2 separate regions of the Canis lupus genome follow, and region 2 is linked to region 1. A link is a contact called in public Hi-C data. All regions are on one chromosome and are shown on one strand. The core of a region is the stretch at or near the end of the contact, and the rest is flanking DNA. Distances in the headings are between cores, read along the strand shown.

The links. Hi-C and Micro-C count contacts between places; a contact is called where the count stands out from the background.
Region 2: a contact with region 1 is called in a Hi-C map of blood, with 1.5 times the contacts expected there. The contact joins two enhancer-like sites. A contact is called at or near these places in 2 of 9 Hi-C or Micro-C datasets (amygdala and blood).

The regions. Positions count from the first base shown.
Region 1 is chr11:15,617,637-15,620,964 of UU_Cfam_GSD_1.0, forward strand. The region is part of intron 1 of GRAMD2B (GRAM domain-containing protein 2B); the gene reads left to right. Among named protein-coding and RNA genes, the nearest start is that of GRAMD2B, 47 kb to the left of the region's middle. Within about 2 kb of position 1,350, at least 1 of the 20 cell types and tissues checked has an H3K27ac peak or open chromatin away from gene starts, as enhancers often do. A contact at or near this core is called in blood, where this site is marked.
Region 2 is chr11:15,654,924-15,658,243 of UU_Cfam_GSD_1.0, forward strand. GRAMD2B (GRAM domain-containing protein 2B) reads left to right here. Exons shown (of 14, transcript XM_038552002.1): 2 at 443-562. Among named protein-coding and RNA genes, the nearest start is that of GRAMD2B, 84 kb to the left of the region's middle. Within about 2 kb of position 1,763, at least 2 of the 20 cell types and tissues checked have an H3K27ac peak or open chromatin away from gene starts, as enhancers often do. A contact at or near this core is called in blood, where this site is marked.

The sequences.
Region 1 (3,328 bases), core at 100-2,599:
ATCCCATCTGTTGTCCAGTACTGTTATCTATGAGCCATTTATTTTCATATCCTGCTTCCTGGCACTGAACTTTTATCTCGTGGCTTCTCATCTTTATTTATTTTTTTTAAAGATTTTATTTATTTATTCATGAGAGACACAGAAGAAGAGAGAGGCAGAGACACAGGCAGAGGGAGAAGCAGGCTCCATGAAGGGAGCCCGATGTGGGACTCGATCCCGGGTCTCCAGGATCACTCCCGGGGCTGAAGGCGGCTAAACCGCTGAGCCACCCAGGCTGCCCGCTTCTCATCTTTGGACTGCCCGTGGTTTTCCATTTGCTCTCCTCCAGTAGAACTCTCCCTCACCATCTTTCTAATTCTTTAAATGCTCAGCTCTAGGCATCTCACACATTTTCCAGTGGTGTAAAGCAGAGGTTCTAGAGAGAGACCCCTCCACAACCACTCTAATGACTGTTCTTTCTCCTTAAAGGAAAATGGGTGTTTTTATCTCAACCTAAATTTCATTATTTACTCCCATAAGAGAAGTAGAACCAACTTATACTGCATTCGGTAAGGGAAACTAATTCATATGCTGTCATTGGTCACTCCATGTCCCATTTAGAATGGGACATGATGTCTCTAGAGGCAGATTATTTTTAACAGGTTTATTGAGATATGTATTACATATCAAAATTTACCCATTCAGTAATTTACAATTCAGTAATTTTACTGAATTTACAATAAGATTCCCTTAGGCCCATTTATATTTAATCCCCATTCCTAACTAGCACCAGGTAACCACTTGTCTACTTTCTGTTTCTACAAATTTGCCTTTTCAGGGCATTTCATATAAATGGGATCATATAATATATGGTTTCTTGTATCTGGCTTCTTTCACTCAACATCACATTTTTGAGGTTCATCTGTGAAGTGACATAGGTCAGCAGTTCGTTCCTTTCTATTGCTGCATAGTATTCCACTATATGGATATACCACATTTTGGTCTTTCTCTTAATTTGTTCATGAGCATTTGGGTTGTCTCCACTTGTTGGTTATGATGAATAATGCTATACATATATGCATGCAAATCTTTGTGTAGACAGATGGTGTTCTCTTGAGTATATACCTACAGGTGGAATTGCTGGGTCATATTGTAATTCTGTGTTTACCTTTTGGAGGAACTGGCAGACTTTTTCCAAAGCCGCTATACCATTTGAGGTTTCTTCGAGCAATGCATGAGGGCCCGTGGTGTATGTAGATTTCAGAGAAAATGCCTTCACAGTGCAGGGAAACAGACTGTAAGCACTGTAAAGGTAGATCAGTGGCTTACACCTGTGACATAATGAATATCTGTTGACTGCCGACTAAGCGACGTTCATACTTAGGACATTGAAAACGCCTCCAAATTGCGACGTTATCAAAGATGTTAACAGATGTTACAATGTTAACAAAGATAACTCCGGATGTCATACTTAGGTACATTTTTTACAGCCTCTTAAAATTTTGCATGTAACGTTTATCTCTGTTTTTTATGAACGAATAATACAAAGAAGACATTTAAAAATTGGACCATAATCTCCCCCATTTGTGTTGACATGTTTTAAAGCAGTATGTGTATAAGGTTAGAAAAATAAAACAATGAAAGCTATTTACAAAATGAAAAGGGAGAGCTTTCTTCCTGTCTCCCACGTGACATTTCCTTTTCTCAAAGGTAACCACTTGCTAAGGTTTTTGTTTTGTTCTTATGCTGTTGTCATGTAAGGCCAGAATCAAGTTGTTTTTTGGTTTGATTTGTCTTAGCATATCCACCTCCCAGTACGCGTCTAAGTAAGTTGGACTTGGTGAAATGAAAGACCACGTGAGGATTAAGTGTGATCATACAGTACTTGGGCTGCCTACCATAGGAGAGCTCAGTGAATGGCAGACGGTGTTCTCATAAAGCACTGTTTTCTCAAACTTCCCTACAAAATAGTTTCCTACCAATAAAGTGGCCTCCTTGGTTTTAGGAATGAAGGATGAATTAACCCATGAGAACACAATTTTCTTATGTGGACCTTAGCAAAGTGGTGTAAAGTGGAGGGTCTGATTTCTGACTGAGCCATCCTCAAGTTATCTACTCCTTTTCTTATCTCTTCTATTTCCCTCTCTTAAATGAAGAACTCTAGACAGGCTTCTGATCAGATGAGGTAGCAATACCTGTGCCACTGTGTAAACAACTGGATGGAGGTTACAGTAGTGATGGGATGTGTTTAAGAAAGAAGAGGTGGAGCAGATGGTGGAGATAATGAAGTAAGGAGATGGGGAGAGAAGAAAGTTAGAAAAACTCAGGAGGGATATTGAGTTATTTTGAAAAAAGAAAGAAAAAATGCTTATTTGCCTTAATGTGTGTGATCTTCCACTTGTGTCCTGGCCGATGTTTCTCCTCTTCTCTCCATATGGTCTTCTGCATCCTGTTGGTGAAGTCTCTGGTGCTGCTAGGGGTAACTGATATTCCTTTTCTTCCCTCATGGAAATCCTGATCTGTATATAAATATTGGTATTCTCTTAAGTCCATATATATCAGGTTTATGATTATATCCATATTTGTTATCTTCTGGGTTTTTCAAATTATATCTTCCATCTTATGCAGTGAGTTGAAAACTGGGAAGAACCTTACAATTATGCTAAAATTTGTGTCATTTATTATTAAGGATTATTACCTGAAGACAGTGATCTTGTGATCCTACAGATTATTTGAAACCCCTTGGGACGCCTGGGTGGCTCAGTGGTTGAGCGCCTGCCTTTGGCCTAGAATGTGATCCTGGAGTCCCGGGAACGAGTTCCACATCAGGCTCCCGGCATGGAGCCTGCTTCTCCCTCTGCCTGTGTCTCTACCTCTCTCTCTCTCTCTCTCTCTCTCTCTCTCTCTGTTTCTCATGAATAAATAAATAAATAAAATCTTTAAAAAAATTATTTTGAAACCCCTACTGTGTACTGCTATAAAGGCTGTATTGTGAATTGAGTTGCTGTATATCATCAGTGGTGAAAAACTAATTCATCATGAGAACTTTTATTATCACTATATTGTTTTTATAATTCATTGGAAAATAGCACCTCATTTGATCCTAACAACTTAAATATACTACATAACATATAGTGTGGTCTTCTGAGAGCATATAGGAATCATCAAGAATATTATCCTTTCCTCTCATAATAAAGTATATAAAGTTGGACTAGTTTTGACATGAAATTGATAGATTTCTTACACTTGTTCTTGATTTGATAAGAATCTTTCCAAAAACTTTTGCAAAGAATCATGACACCTTTGTTGAAATCAAATACAAAAATCACAAAACATCAGACCTTTCATC
Region 2 (3,320 bases), core at 513-3,012, 38 kb after region 1:
TGGGACCTATATAACTCCAACAGTGGGTGGTAAATGACACAAGAGAAATGCAAACAAAGGGGTGGGGGCTCCCGGCAGGAAGGCTCACACCTGGCAGAAGGCCACGCGTGAGCGTGTGTGCTGAGCACGTGTGCAGGGGCCCTCCCAGCATCCAGGTGATGTGTCGCCAAGCGTGCAGCTAGCAGGGCAGAGCCGAGCAGTCCCCGCAAAGCCTGCCGTTTACCTGCTGCAGCAGGCATGACCTGGAGCTCATGCCCTTGAGGGGCCAGCCGAGAGGCTGCAGAATGGAGATCTGGAAAGGGCACAGTTGTCCAAGTTGACTTCAGCCTGCTATGGGGATTGAACATCATTCCGTTCTCCAGAAAGCAAGGGGTTTTCCTCATTTTTCCTTCCACCTCCTTCCCCGGATGACTAAGGCCAAGCGTTCTCCTCTCCTCTCCAGCTCCGAGGCTGAGAATGGTGTGGAGGACAAAAAGAAGATCTGCAAGTCGCCAACAGCCCAGTCCCCTAGCCCATCCAATGAGGCCGAGTCCTCAGACCAGAAGAGACTCCTTTCCTTGCGGTGAGTCCTGGCCTTGACACTTTATTCTTTTGGGCCTTTGGGAAGGACAGGTTGCTGGGAGGAGCTCATGTTTCTAGTTTTGGGGTGGCTGTCAAGAGTATGAATCTACTGGAGGCAAATAAGCCCCTGAGAAAGAAGTAGGGTGTTTGATATCCAGGCACCGATGCTTGCCTGCCTTTCTCATCTCTTCCTGGCAGCATTTCCTTCTTTCCTGCCCTAGCCCTACTGCAGAACATCTGCCCCCTTCTTCAGGGGCTGATCTTGCTCCCTGATAAAGCCAGGACAGCCTACTGTCTGGCATAGATTTATGAAGCACCTGGAGAGGCTGGCCGGGGTGCTGGTGAGGCCCGCCCAGGCTGGAGTACCTGCCCCGCCTCTGTGTGTGCACACCTGCTGTCTCACTTTCCTGGCAGCCAAGAAAAAGCAGAAGGGAACCCTGCCTGGGATCCCTGGGTGGGATGCACATGTCTCGTGGAGGAGGGGAGCTGCCTGCTTCCTGGGGACTGGTGCCGGGAGCCAGCATCAGTTTGGTCACGAGCCTGGGAGGGGACAGGTAGTTTCGAGATGATGAGCCACGGTCCCTGGCACACTCAGAGACCCCAGTTACATACTTTCTTTCATTGGAAGGAAGATGTAGGAACTTCAGGTTGCTTTTTTACCCCTGAAAAGAGAATGGTTATACCAGCAGTCAGTTACAGGGAAGTGTGGCCAGGGGTCTGTACCGATCGGTGGCAGTGACTACCCTCTTCCCTGTTACTGAAACTGTCAGAACTGTACCTTCTGGGTCTTCTGGCCCCTGCTAATGGGTAATTAAGTAACTCCTGCCTTTCCCCTTCCTTCCTGGCTACCCAGCCCATTCCTTCTCTCCAAATCCTTACTTCATTCAAGACCAAGCGTAAGTCTTCTCTCTCCCCCAGATTTTTCTTTTCTGTTGCTTCCAGGTCTCTTGTCATCGGTTCTGCATGGCTTTCTTGACACATCTCACTTTTAACCCTTCTTTTTATAGCTGTTTCCTGTCCAAGCATCTTGTCTCACTCACCAAATGAGTCTCTGGGCAGAGACGCAAAGCATGTTGTTTCTTGAATCTTTCACCATTATTGACTGGCTCCCGCGGGTGCTTTAAAAAATGGGTTTGACTCCGCCTCCCCCAGACTTCAGATGAGAATCGTACAGTCATCATGAGAGCATGCTTGTTAAACGGTGTGGGCGTGCCATCTGTGTAGTTGCAAGGAGCCCAGCGCTTGCTTTAATGCTCTGCTCTCGCTGTCTGGAAATTCCTAATTTTTGAATAAGAGGCCATTTTCATTTTGCTCTGGGCTTTCCGCCCTGCTCATAATCACCTGTAAGAAAAGAGAGTAACACAGTTCAGAAGACACGAAGACAGCAGTACTAGGTAAATAAGCAACCCTTCCAGCACTCTGCAGACAAGTCCATTCTGTTGGCACCTCTTGAATTCATCAATGGTACTGCTGCCCTACTTGTCGCATTGGCTTATAGTCCTTCAAAAGCTCATTGCATTGGCAGTTGCTTTAACATTTACTAATATAATCAGTTGAGGTGATTAATTCAGATTAGTGGCTAGTATAAATAGTAGGTAATTTGACATTTGTAAAAATAATTTTATTTTCGAGTACAAATGACTACTCGTAATTTCAAAGAAAAAAAGTAATCCCTAGAATTCAAAGGGAATTTATATCTGTGAATAGGTTCAGTGGGCAGCAGCTAAATGCAAATCTTCACCTGTGGCTAGAGCATCGTTGACTCAAACTACTGGGGCTGGCAGGGGCCCGGAACATAAGATAGCCCATCTTTTCACAGCTGAGAACCAGAGTCTAAAGTCTAACTTGAGTCATTTCTGTCTCTCTGTCATAGCCTCATACCACCTGAATTACTCAAGATCTTTGAATCTGCTTTGACCAAATAGTAGTCTTAACTATGCCTCCTCATAAGGAATCATTATTGTGGAATCATGGATTTCATGTGCAATTTTCCCCAATAATCAAAAAAGCTACATAATTGTACCCAGGGGCACCTGGCTGGCTCAGTCAGTAGAGTGTGTGACTCTTGACCTTAAGGTTGTGAGTTTGAACCCCATGTTGGGTATAGAGATTACTTAAAAATAAAATCTTAAAAAAAAAAAAAAAAGCTACGTAATTGTATCCTAAAACTTGTTCAGATATAGACCTCTAAAATTCATACGTGCATTCCCCTTTGAAATGATTCTGTTTGCCTGTAGGGATGAAGACATGTGCACATTCACACATCTACTCAAACAGAGAGCCAGGACTAGAATCCCCTGAGACACAAATGCTGGAGCTCTGACCTCTGCTCTTACTAAAATAAAGGAAGACTTGACTTTCAAACATGTTCCTCATTTTTATGCCAATTTCACTTCTCTTTTCTGTCTCTTTTCCTCATACCCAACTCCTGCTCATGCTCTGAAGCCCAGTGTGTTAAACCCACATTGTGCTATTGCTCTCTTCTTCTCTTCCCTCCTGTTGGGTGTAGTGTCTCTGTACCTCCTAATGCCTATCACATGTACTATTTGGTGCTAAGTCTTGTACTGCCTTTTGAAAAAAGATGTCTGATGAATTCACAGGCTTCTTGAGGACAAAGACTGTCGTGTGTGCCTCACAACCTTTAATACAATGCCCTACTCTATCAACACATGTTCAGTATTAATAGAATTCTGAAACAAAAATATTCTTTGATTGAACTGTGGCTATAGTTTTGTTTCATAATTTGCCTATACTATTCC